Regions from separate parts of the Sus scrofa genome. Here all the other regions are linked to region 3. The links are chromatin contacts, called in public Hi-C and targeted proximity ligation maps. All regions are on one chromosome and are shown on one strand. The core of a region is the stretch at or near the end of the contact, and the rest is flanking DNA. Distances in the headings are between cores, read along the strand shown. Region 1 overlaps MICAL3 (F-actin-methionine sulfoxide oxidase MICAL3). Region 2 overlaps MICAL3 (F-actin-methionine sulfoxide oxidase MICAL3). Region 3 holds the start of MICAL3 (F-actin-methionine sulfoxide oxidase MICAL3).

The links. A called contact is a pair of places that touch in the nucleus more often than the background predicts.
Region 1: a contact with region 3 is called in a Hi-C map of embryonic fibroblasts, with 2.6 times the contacts expected there. A contact is called at or near these places in 1 of 5 promoter capture datasets (fetal skeletal muscle), 7 of 47 Hi-C or Micro-C datasets (embryonic fibroblasts, epiblast stem cells, heart right ventricle and 2 more) and 2 of 2 datasets of targeted methods (alveolar macrophages and skeletal muscle).
Region 2: a targeted proximity ligation map of skeletal muscle shows a contact between it and region 3. A contact is called at or near these places in 2 of 5 promoter capture datasets (both in liver), 5 of 47 Hi-C or Micro-C datasets (brain, heart right ventricle, liver and 1 more) and 2 of 2 datasets of targeted methods (alveolar macrophages and skeletal muscle).

What each region holds. Positions count from the first base shown.
Region 1 is chr5:69,976,089-69,979,653 of Sscrofa11.1, reverse strand. It overlaps MICAL3 (F-actin-methionine sulfoxide oxidase MICAL3), which reads left to right. Exons shown (of 40, transcript XM_021092508.1): 7 at 40-195; 8 at 1,487-1,587. Among named protein-coding and RNA genes, the nearest start is that of BID, 120 kb to the right of the region's middle.
Region 2 is chr5:69,953,283-69,956,575 of Sscrofa11.1, reverse strand. MICAL3 (F-actin-methionine sulfoxide oxidase MICAL3) reads left to right here. Exons shown (of 40, transcript XM_021092508.1): 21 at 629-736; 22 at 2,941-3,048. Among named protein-coding and RNA genes, the nearest start is that of BID, 99 kb to the right of the region's middle.
Region 3 is chr5:70,130,741-70,134,385 of Sscrofa11.1, reverse strand. MICAL3 (F-actin-methionine sulfoxide oxidase MICAL3) reads left to right here and starts at 1,417. Exons shown (of 40, transcript XM_021092508.1): 1 at 1,417-1,609. PEX26 (peroxisome assembly protein 26) reads right to left here and starts at 1,362. Exons shown (of 5, transcript XM_003126596.4): 1 at 536-1,362. The coding sequence starts at 750.

The DNA.
Region 1 (3,565 bases), core at 639-3,138, 160 kb after region 3:
GCGCTTTCCACCTCTGAAAGTATCTTTCTTCCCCTTCAGGATTTCGTCGGAAAGAGTTTCGGGGCAAGCTGGCCATTGCCATTACAGCAAATTTTATTAACCGAAATACAACTGCAGAAGCCAAAGTGGAAGAGATCAGTGGTGTGGCTTTTATATTCAACCAAAAATTTTTCCAGGAACTGAGGGAGGCCACAGGTTGGGCTCTTTCTCCTGGCGGTTTGGTAGGGTGGGTGGTGGATGATGCTGCTGCCATGTTGTTTACCCTTCAGCTCTTTCTTCACTCCGTTCTTTGTTCTGAGCATAATGCTTCCAGATCTCTGTTCCCTGCTCTGGTGTCCTATGTCCTCGTCACAGAGCCTGGCTGTTCCTGCCTCCACCAACTCTCCTCCAACCATGCCCCAGGCATGGCTCTGCCTGGTGGTGCCTGACAGTACGCTGTTGGCTGGGAGCTCGGGCTTATTAAGAACCTGACTTTAGGTGTGGAGTGTGTCGTCTTTTTCCTGAGTTTGTTTGGTTTTGAAAGAAAGCACATGCTAGAAAGAAATGACATTCTTTTTTTTTTTTTTTTTTTTTTTTGCTTTTTAGGACCACACCCAAAGCATATGGAAGTTCCCAGGCTAGGGGTTTAATTGGAGCTACAGCTTCTGGCCTACACTACAGCTCACAGCAATGCCAGATCCCTAACCCACTGAGCAAGGCCAGGGGTCAAACCCGCATCCTCATGGATACTACTAGTCAGATTTGTTTCCACTGCGCCGCAATGGGAACTCTCAGAAATGAGATTCTTGTAGGATGGCTTGTGAATGTAGACATTTTGGTGCAACCAAATGTGTGGCAAATTCTAGTTATCTGTTTTCTAGAATGTGATTTCTTCCTCCTGCATCTATTTTTTAGATTAGTTGAATTAAAAAGCCAGTAGTACACTCTCTACTTTCAGATGTCCAGTTGTTGGTCCTGCTCTTGAGAGTCTAGGAGGTTGATTTCCCTGTTGCCTTGATGACTATCAAAGAGGCTTAACCTGAGAACTGACTCAGACCCTCATACTAGAGGTTTATTTGTTTATTCATTTATTTATTGAATGTTAAAATCGATTTATTTATTTATTTTGTCTTTTCTAGGGCCACACCAGCAGCATATGGAGGTTCCCAGGCTAGGGGTCTAATCAGAGCTGTAGCCACAGCCTCTGCCAGAGCCACAGCAATGTGGGATCCAAGCCACATCTGCGACCTACACCACAGCTCACGGCAATGCTGGATCCTTAACCCACTGAGCGAGGCCAGGAATCAAACCCACAGCCTCATGGTTCCTAGTCGGATTTGTTAACCACTGAGCCACAACGGGAACCTCCCAGACGTCTTTTTTATTTTCCCTCTCCCTGCCTGGAGTTCCTTAACCCAGGTCTCTGTGAGCGATGCAGTCTTTCTGGCTTCCCACCCCTACCTTCATCTCAGCAAACCCGTATGTGCATGTTTGTTTTCTGCTGCAGGGATTGATTTGGAGAACATTGTCTACTACAAAGATGATACTCACTATTTTGTTATGACAGCCAAGAAGCAGAGTTTACTGGACAAAGGGGTGATACTGCATGTGAGTGGTAGATTTCTCTTTAACCACTTTTTCTGTTGTACTGGGTCATGTGATTACCAAGAGAAAGAATTTTGTTGTCTGATAAGTTTATCCTGCCTGAGAATGAAAAGGAGTGCCTAACTTATCTCCTGAGACCATGCATTTTGCACTTCTCTGATGTTTTTTAGATTAATTTTTAAAAATCTTTTATTGTGGAAATTTTCAAGTGTGAACAAAAGTGGAGAGACTTGTGTAATGAACCTCCATGTGCCTGTTATCCAGATTTAACTGTCCTCAGCACGTGGCCAGCACTGTCTCAGCAGTGCCCCAGACTACTCCCTACTCCCGCCATTGGGTTTTCCCAAGCAAATCTCAGATAGCATTTCATGCAGAAATATTCAGTTTAATTGTAGGTGATTTGGTTTGTGGTTATGGTGAATTCTCTGTGTGATTGATTATTAGTTGGTTAATAGGCCATCTTTTGGGGTGGGTGATAAGAGGAAAGGGAGTTTGACCAAGAAGCAATAATGGTGTTTATGGGTGCCTGAGAACAGTTCTGGTTTTACTACAGATATGGTTACAGAGGTCCCTGGAATGCCGCCTGCATCAGGCTATATTTAGACCTCTTCATGGCCTAGCAATGAAGGCTCTTGTTCACCCTTAATCAGGTCCAGGAAGGCCTTTTTTCCAGATGAGTAATTGTATGACATTCCCTGAGATGATGATCTGAATGTGGAATCAGAGAACCACAGGCAGAAGAGAATTTCTTTGGTCTTACTTGGTCTTGGTCTGGATATAAGAATGACTATCCCTATGATCTGTGAATAGAAGAGGCACCAGATATGCTGATTCCGGCCTGTGCTGTTCCCAGCACAGACTCACAGCTGAATTTCAGGGTGTCCTTTGTCTTTGCAGGGTGATGATGAGTCAGGTCACTTTGTCTGGGTTACACTGCTGCCTTGTCTGCAGGCAAGGAGCTGGGAGACTGGGGAGCTTTGCCCATAGCCAGTCTCCTTACTCCTGGACCTCATGTCTATTTCTCAGCCCTATGGTCCTTCATGCGTATAAGGAGAACAGGGCAAAGCAGCGTGTATGGCCCATTCTGCCCACAGCACAAGCAAGATATATTTGGTTGGATGCTTTGTCGGTAAGAAATAGCCAGTGAACTTGTCGGTATGTCTTGGGACTAAGCTAAGACTTAAATCCACCATCTTAGAACCAGTTGGCATCATGTAGGAACAATCTAGAGTGCCAAATTACTGGTTTACTTTTCCTTTTTGTTTCTTAAGTGGGCAGGTGTCATGCCTTCTGTGTGTGCCACTAAATCCTAAACCCATGGTGGCCACCTCCTCAGTGTTGAACAGCAGTTTGCAGGACCAACTTGAGTATTTGTATTTGGCTTTTACATCTTGCAGTGACAGCTGAAAGTGCTGGCAGGGACACTTGGAAAGCTTAGGTCCCACTCGAGGAGAAGGACTTGGCTCACTGTGCCGGGAACCTCCAAAACGGAAAAGGAATTTTCTCGGTCCTTTCTGTGGAAAGCACTTTTGCTCTCATCATTGCTTTTCTTTGTTGGTGGGTTACTCTGGAGCCTCAGAATCTTCTGTGTTATTTGGAGAACCTCTGTTCCATTTTCAGTGTATTTCTTCCCAGCCCCTGGACCCTATTGCCCCCCCCACCCACCTCCTTGGCACTGAGACCTTCAGCGCCTCCCTTTGGGTTTGATGAGTTACCAAGGACACGTGGGTCTAGTTGCTGCTCAGAAGATGGTGGTTGCTGGTAGCAACACTGTGAAATACTTTTCAGTTTACAAAACTCCATCATGTAAACCATTTTATTTGGTATTCAGGACGACTCCGTGGGGTGGATTGGACTGGATTGAAGGAGTGATTTGTTCCAAGTAAATAGAAAAGCTGGGACCCTTTCTCTAGGCAAAAACCTGTGTTCTTTTAGAAATAGCCCCACCCCTTTTAATTTGCATAGAAGACCTTTGGAGTAT
Region 2 (3,293 bases), core at 701-3,200, 180 kb after region 3:
ACTTGCCAGAGCTCTTGACCACCTCCTTACTCTGGGAACCAGAGCATTCCCGGCTGCATGGCCCACTTCTGCTCCATGCAGACCCCATGCTGTCCTCATGGGGCTGGGGGCCGGCTCTTGGCAGTTTCCTTGAGCCCCAGAGGGAGGAGGAGAAGCTGCACTCCAGGTTGTTAGGTGGAAGGAGCTTTGTTCCATGCCTACCCTCTCCAGTGCCCTCTCTGTGCGATGCCAGCAGAGTCAGGAGGGGACAGAACATCTTGCCCAAGAGAAATCCCAGCTGAGGCCAGCAAGGGGCTCGACAGGATTACCACCTCCTGGCCGGCAGCGCTATGCACCTGGGGTGGGTGGTGTGGGAGCACTGGGCTTCTTGGGGCTTGTGGCCTGGGGCCCTGTTTCCATGTGAGCAAGTGTGGCTGTGAGCATGAGGGGAAGTGAGCTAGAGGCATGGGGGGTGGTTAGAGGGGGTGCCTGGAATGAACCATTGGTGCTTTTGGAACCAAGAGTGTTTCTTTACTGCATTTGTTATTAGATAAACGGTCTGAAACTGCCCAGTTCCTTATGTTCAGGTCATTGTGCAGCTTTAATTTTACATTCCCTTTGATTTTTTTCTCCATCTTGTATTTTATAGCCAGAGCCCGAGCCTTCTCGTCGATTTTTTGTCGACCAGTGGGAGCTTTCTCTAAGCCTCCGCTCCTCCGGCCGCCCCGCCTCTCCCTCCTCTGACTCCCTCCGACAGGTAGCATGGCCTGGGCCTTGGCCAAGCTGCTTCCTCTTCAGCCTCCACTCTCTTCACCCACACAGATGTCAGCCTGTCTCCTGCAGGAATTCAGTTGTGTGTGTGTGTCTGTCAGGCATGTGAGGTTGGTAGGCATCCCCCTGAGTTAAGGAGGCTGCTAGCTTTCACTGCAGCAATTCTCTCCAAGGAAAACCACTTTCATTATATTCCAACTGTATCAAATTATGATAAAAACATCTTTCAGCCATTAGCTTTTTAAGCTCCAAGTGTCTTCCTGTTAATGTGTTATGAAACATGAACCATGGTTGAAGTAAATCTCTTAATGGAGTGGTGACTGTGCAGTATTCTGGGTGCCTCTTGCATTGCAGTCATTGAAAGAGTGAACTCTGCTGTTTCCTGCACTGGAGCTGACCCCTCTGTGGAGTAGTTCACAGAAGTTTGAAGGTCCTTTTGCTCTTTTGCTTGGTTTCCTATTCTTGAGCTGGTAGCAGATGATGTATGGAAGCTCATGTGTGGGTGGCAGCCGCAGTGCAAGACCAGAGACCACTGCATTTTGACTGTTTGTTCAGAGAGGGTAGAGGGAAGCCATCTGCTTTTCATGCCAGAAACAAATAGAACTCGAGTTTCCACATCTCTTGGGGGTGTGCTTGTCAATATTATCACGTCACTAAGAACTGAGTGTGACAAATGCCTTTGCACGTGCTTGCTGAGAGTGCTGGTTTCTGGTGGGAGAGAAGGCTCTGGCTAGGCAGGTCCATGCTCTCACTCACCTGCTCTCCAAGGAAGTAAGTGCCGTTTTCTGTTCCCCCTTGTCTGCCTGGCTCTGCCTGGTGTCTCTCTGTTCCCAGCTTAAGCCTCTGTAATGTTTCTAATCTAAAGACAGTTTAGGTCTAAGAGCCACTTTTTTTTTTTTTTTTTAAACTTCTAATGGGAGTTAATGAGCAAAGGGTACTGTTCTTTGTATATCTCCATATTTTAAATTGAAAAATGTCATTGACTCCTCAGTTCCAGCCGAACCTTAGAGAGCTCTTTGCTCATTTGGGCCTCTGTGGTTCTCATAGTTAGGCAGGGTTCCTTCCCCCTGGAGCGTTTCTCTGGCGTGTCCCTTCCCAGCCCAGGATGTGATTCTCTGCCCAGCCCAGGACTGCTCAGACAGTGATTCTCTTACACATCGTCTCATGTGCTCCAGCCACTTCCTCAGGGGTTGTTGGCACCCAGCACAGCTGCTCCTGGCATTTCTGGCTTGGAATAAGACACAGTTAGTGTTTGGGCCATCTCCACAGGGGGCGTGTGACCTGGAAGCAGTCTCTAAAGGGCCATTGGCAAGGCTTTGGCCTCATTTCCTAGGGGCCAGGCTCAAAGCTGGGCTCCAGCAGGAAGGCTTGCAATTGAAATTTATTTTCTCCTATGGTTACTTCCTCAGCGTTGCTAGGAAGAGGGTTGAGGTGGTTGGATTTTTTTCTTTTATCTTTTTTCAACCTATGCAGAAATAATTCCTCCTGGACTAGAAATACATTCCAACATCCATAGCAGCAGTGTAGCCCCTGCAGCCATGTCTGCTGGGCCCAAGCCAGCGCAGAAGGCTTTGGCTCAGGGCACACGTGCTCACGCACATACTGGAGAAAAGGGATGGACAAGGAAGGGTTCTTTCTGATAAAGCACAGGGGCCTCTGATGCACACACACAGGCTGTGAGCCAAGCGCTCAGAATGAGGAGACAGACAGAGTTGGCCTTTCTTTTTGCATGAGGAAATACCTTCCCAAGCCTCTCCCAGGCCCTGGATCATGCCCTCAGTCTGGGCACCCACTGTGTGGAGGGAGGTGTCCTGTCTGCTTGAGTTCTTTGTATGTAATTTGAGTCACTGGGTTGTAGGCCCTTCTTCCTCTTATTTTCTGTTTGCATCCATCCTGTCCTCCTGCTTCCCCATTCCCTGCACTGTCCAGTCCAGAAAGACATGAAACACTAAATTGTCCTCCCTGAATTTAGTTGTAGCTGCAGCCATTACTCCTGCCTACGCTGAGCCCAGTGTGTGACCCTGACACCTAGTTTCTCTGCTTGTGGGCACTGTGTTGGCATGGTTTGCTGCTGCACCTTATATTCATTTTATACCTTTCAAAGTTTTTTTTTTCCTGTCTTCTTAATTTATTTATTTTTTCCTTCTCATTTTCCTTCTTTCTGGTTGTTTTATAATCTCCATCCGATAGAAGTATATAAAGATGTACACGGGCGGAGTGAGCTCATTGGCTGAGCAGATAGCCAATCAGCTTCAAAGGAAAGAACAGCCTAAAACCCTTCTAGACAAGAAGGAACTGGTAAGAGATACACTTAAGGGCACTGTCTGTCTAGATAAAACAGCTCTGGTAAACAAACCTGCTTTGTTCTAGGTAGTTTCATGACATACATAACCACTGTGTGCCATGTGGTAATTTTTTTTTGAGGTTGTCTGAATTTTGTTAACAGATTTCTAGGACTGAAACCGTGGCTTAGAGTGTTGTGGGAAAAGCATATTTCCTGTCTTTCTAAAGTGCTCTGGACTGGAGTCCAGGGGCCTGTGTCC
Region 3 (3,645 bases), core at 168-2,667:
ACCCACCCCCTCCCTAGTGTGGCCTAAGCCAACCTTACAATCCACAGAGAAATTATGCCTTCAACTACCAGAGAGGACGGCAGCATTAGAAAAAGCAGCGCAAGACCAAGGTTTCTAATTCTTTGATCCGACCCTTCAATAGAACTGGAACACTACTCCTGCCCTGAACCCCATCCCCACTCATCAGCCAAAGTGAGAAGGGGACAACTCAGTGGAGGGTGTACCTTCGACAAGCCTCCCACCACCTGCTTACTGGAGCAACTGAACAATACAATCCTGTCTTCCCTTCATGTCATTCTGCCCTGGAACAGGGAGAAAGAATTGGCTGTGGGTTCCCACTAAGCCCTGTGACACGACTCAACTGCTTCCTCCTCAACGGGCAGTGCCTCCCCTTTCTCCTCAGAAAATGGGCACAAGGTCAGGCACCCCTGAGGAAAGCAAGGAGTAAGACTTCCGCCAACAATCGGAGGGCAAGAGTCCTGGGGACTGGTGCCCCTCCCACCGTCACCCGAAGGGAGCCGAGCCCAGCACGTACGCGCCCGCGGGCTCCTCCGCCAGGCCCTGCCACGCGCGTTCGCAGGTGCGGAGCGCCGCGGCAAAGTCCAGGTGCACCACCAGCAAGTCGGCCGCCTCCTCCAGCAGAAGTGCGGCTGCCGATGGGGCCGGGGAGGAGCGCACCGGCTCGCTGCTCCGCAGGGGGCCCCCAAGCCCCCTCAGGGGGGCTGCAGAGGTCGCGGGGTCACTCCTCATAGGCGGGCGCCGGGCGACCGCCCTCTGGGGGCTGCAGGGTGTCCGGTGCGGCCTGGGAGAAGAGAGGGTCCTCACAGCCTGGCCCACGAACCGCCCGAGGCCGCAGCCCGTAAAGGAAAGATTGGCGCGGCTGGGCTTGTCTGCGGCTCCAGCGAGGGACAGCCTGGCACCCTCGGATATGCAGAGCACTGCGTCCCTGGAGACGCAGCCTCACGACAAGGACTGGAACCCCCGAGCCCGGGAAGGAGTCTGCCCCGACCCTCTCCAGGGGCTGAGCCGCCGCCAGCGGCGCGGGAACGTGGGCGCCGACAGCTTCGCTGCGCGCGCAGAGCGGCGCCCGGCGGCGCGGGACACTCTGGGAGTTGTAGTCTTGCTCCTGGAGCGGCCCCGCTCCGGGGCGCAGATGGGGGGCTTCGGACTACAAGCCCCGGCATACGGCGCCCCAGAAGCCGTCACAGTCGGAGGAAGCCAGCCGACCCAAGCCGCGGGCTGTGGGAGGTGAGGTGGGTACTTGTTGCGGGCCGAGGCTCTGGCCTCCGGCTTCTCTAGCTCCTGGATTCTGTAGGGACACGGCTCCGGCGGCGAGCAGGAGAGGGCGTCTGTGAACCGCCTCCTCCCGGGCCCCGCCCAGCACCCGTCAGTCCTTCCTTCTTTTGTTTTGCTGCCGGTCCCACAACTGGCAGGTGGCAAAAACACAGCCAGCCAAGGGCAGGAGCTTGGCCACCGCGCTCTGCCGGATGGGCTGTGTCCGCTTGTGTCCAGGGATCCACACTGAGCCTCCGTGTCTTATGCCAGATAGATATTCCGTGAAAAAGCCGTACAGTGTGTAATGCAGTTTACAGTAAAGGACTGAGTCAGAGTAAGTATTCAATACGTCCTGGCTTTAATAGTAATTATTAAGTAATTTTACACAGATACAGAAGTTACATTTATTATTATATTCTGTGCTTCACTCAGGCTTTGAAGAGCCTCCTAGGTTTGTGCTAAGCCCTGAGCTTCAGTTCCTCCCAGTTCCCTACCATTTGCACTCTCTCCAAAACGTTGCCCTTGTGATTAAATCGGACAGGCCAGGCACAGGGTCAGCACCTGCCTGCCTCAGCATCCCCTTCCATGGTCACCAGCCAGGGCCTTCCACCCTCTGCAAAAAGTCCTCCTGGAAAGCTGAGGCAGAAGCACAAAATCCATCAGACTCTGGGGATGAGAAGTGTGGACCCCATAATGGCATAAGGTGATAAAGCCAGGACTTCACTTTTTCCGTGGATATTTAACACCTACTAAGTGCCAGCCTTGTTCTAAACACTGAGGATCCCACATGAACGAAGGAGACAAAAATGTCCTCCTTTGTGGAGCTTCCATCATAGTGAAAGAGGGGAGCAAAATTAAAAATAAATACAGTGGTATGTCAGATGGTGATAAATGCTTAAAGAGAACTTGGATGTGACAACAGTGACTACGTTTAACTTTGTTTTCTAGCAGTAAATCCAGGGTTGAAGTAGAGCAGAGAGAAAATGTGCTTTTCATGCTCAGAACTAGCCTCCATTGGTGAAATCACTGCCCTTGGGACCAACACATACTTGATGTCCACCCTAAGTCCCCCTTTCTCTCCAGGCAATATTCTTCCCACAGAGCAAACTCCACTCTGGAAAGTGAATTAGTTCAAGGCTGAATTTATCAAAATGTTTTATCTGTTCTGCCTCAGATTTGACAGCCAATAATGAAGATCATTAGTAATAGCATAATTACTGGACTGTAAACAAACAAAAAACTGTTTCTCAGAATTGGCTTATAAGTCTCCCCTGAAAAATCAGAAAAGCAGTAGTAGCGTCAGAATACAGACCTGACCAGGCCTGGGCCAGTTGAGACTGGCAGGACCAGGCCTCTGCCTCCAGGAGCACCACTTCCAAGCTTTTGCTGCCAGAAAAAGGCCCCTTCCTTAATCCTAGAGAAGGTTCTTGCTCTGCCCAGGATTTTCCAGGAGATGGCAGCACAGCCTTAAAAGAAGCAAGCCTGCCAGTACGTGCAGTGCTGTGATCCCTAGAATGAGGTCAAGATATTTAAAGAAGTGGGAGTTTGCAAAAAAAAAAAAAAAAAAAAAAAAATATGAAAATAGGATTTTTCTATTTCTGTGTTTCGCCCAATCTCTGACTACCTGGGCCTACGCAGTGGTCTCTCTGTCACCACTACCCCTTAGCACTCTTATGCCCACCAGCTGATTCCCGAGTAACAGTGCTGACATAATGGAGCCAGACCATCTAATGAAGCCAGACCATCTCAAGCTAAGACACAGCAGTCCTAATTTATTCCACCTGAGGGACAGTGACCAAGTGTCTTAATGTCTCAGGGCTCATGACTCAAGCTATGAAACAGCCTTCCCTCCCTCTGGTATAAAATAAGTGGTGGTGGAGTTCCTGCTGCAGAGATTGGGGTTCCATCGCCAGCCCCGGGGCCGTGAGTTAAGGATCTGGCATTGCTGCAGCTGTGGTGCAGGTCACAGCTGTGGTGCAGGTTGCAGCTCTGGCTCGAATTCGATCCCTGGCTTGGGAACTTTCATATGCCTCTGGTGCAGCCACAAAAAAAAAAAGAGAGAGAGAGAAGTGGGAACAAGGCAGTTCTTTCCAATCTGAAAGCCCTGACCTGTGTCAAGATTTGTATTGTTGGAATCCTTTCATTTTGGGAAAATTAGTGGAGTAAATGAGACACGAAACCCACGCAATAGCCATTCCCTAGCCCAAGCTGTGGGACTTGCTGTTCTTTCTGTTTGCCAGGTACAGTGTGTCTTGCCTGAGCAGGGTCCTGAGGTTGTGGATTTGCTCACCTACTTTGAACATGTGGTAAGTTGGTGTTTCTGTAGCAGAAGGAGCTCTGGAATGGGAGATAGGCTATGCCGCTTGGAAT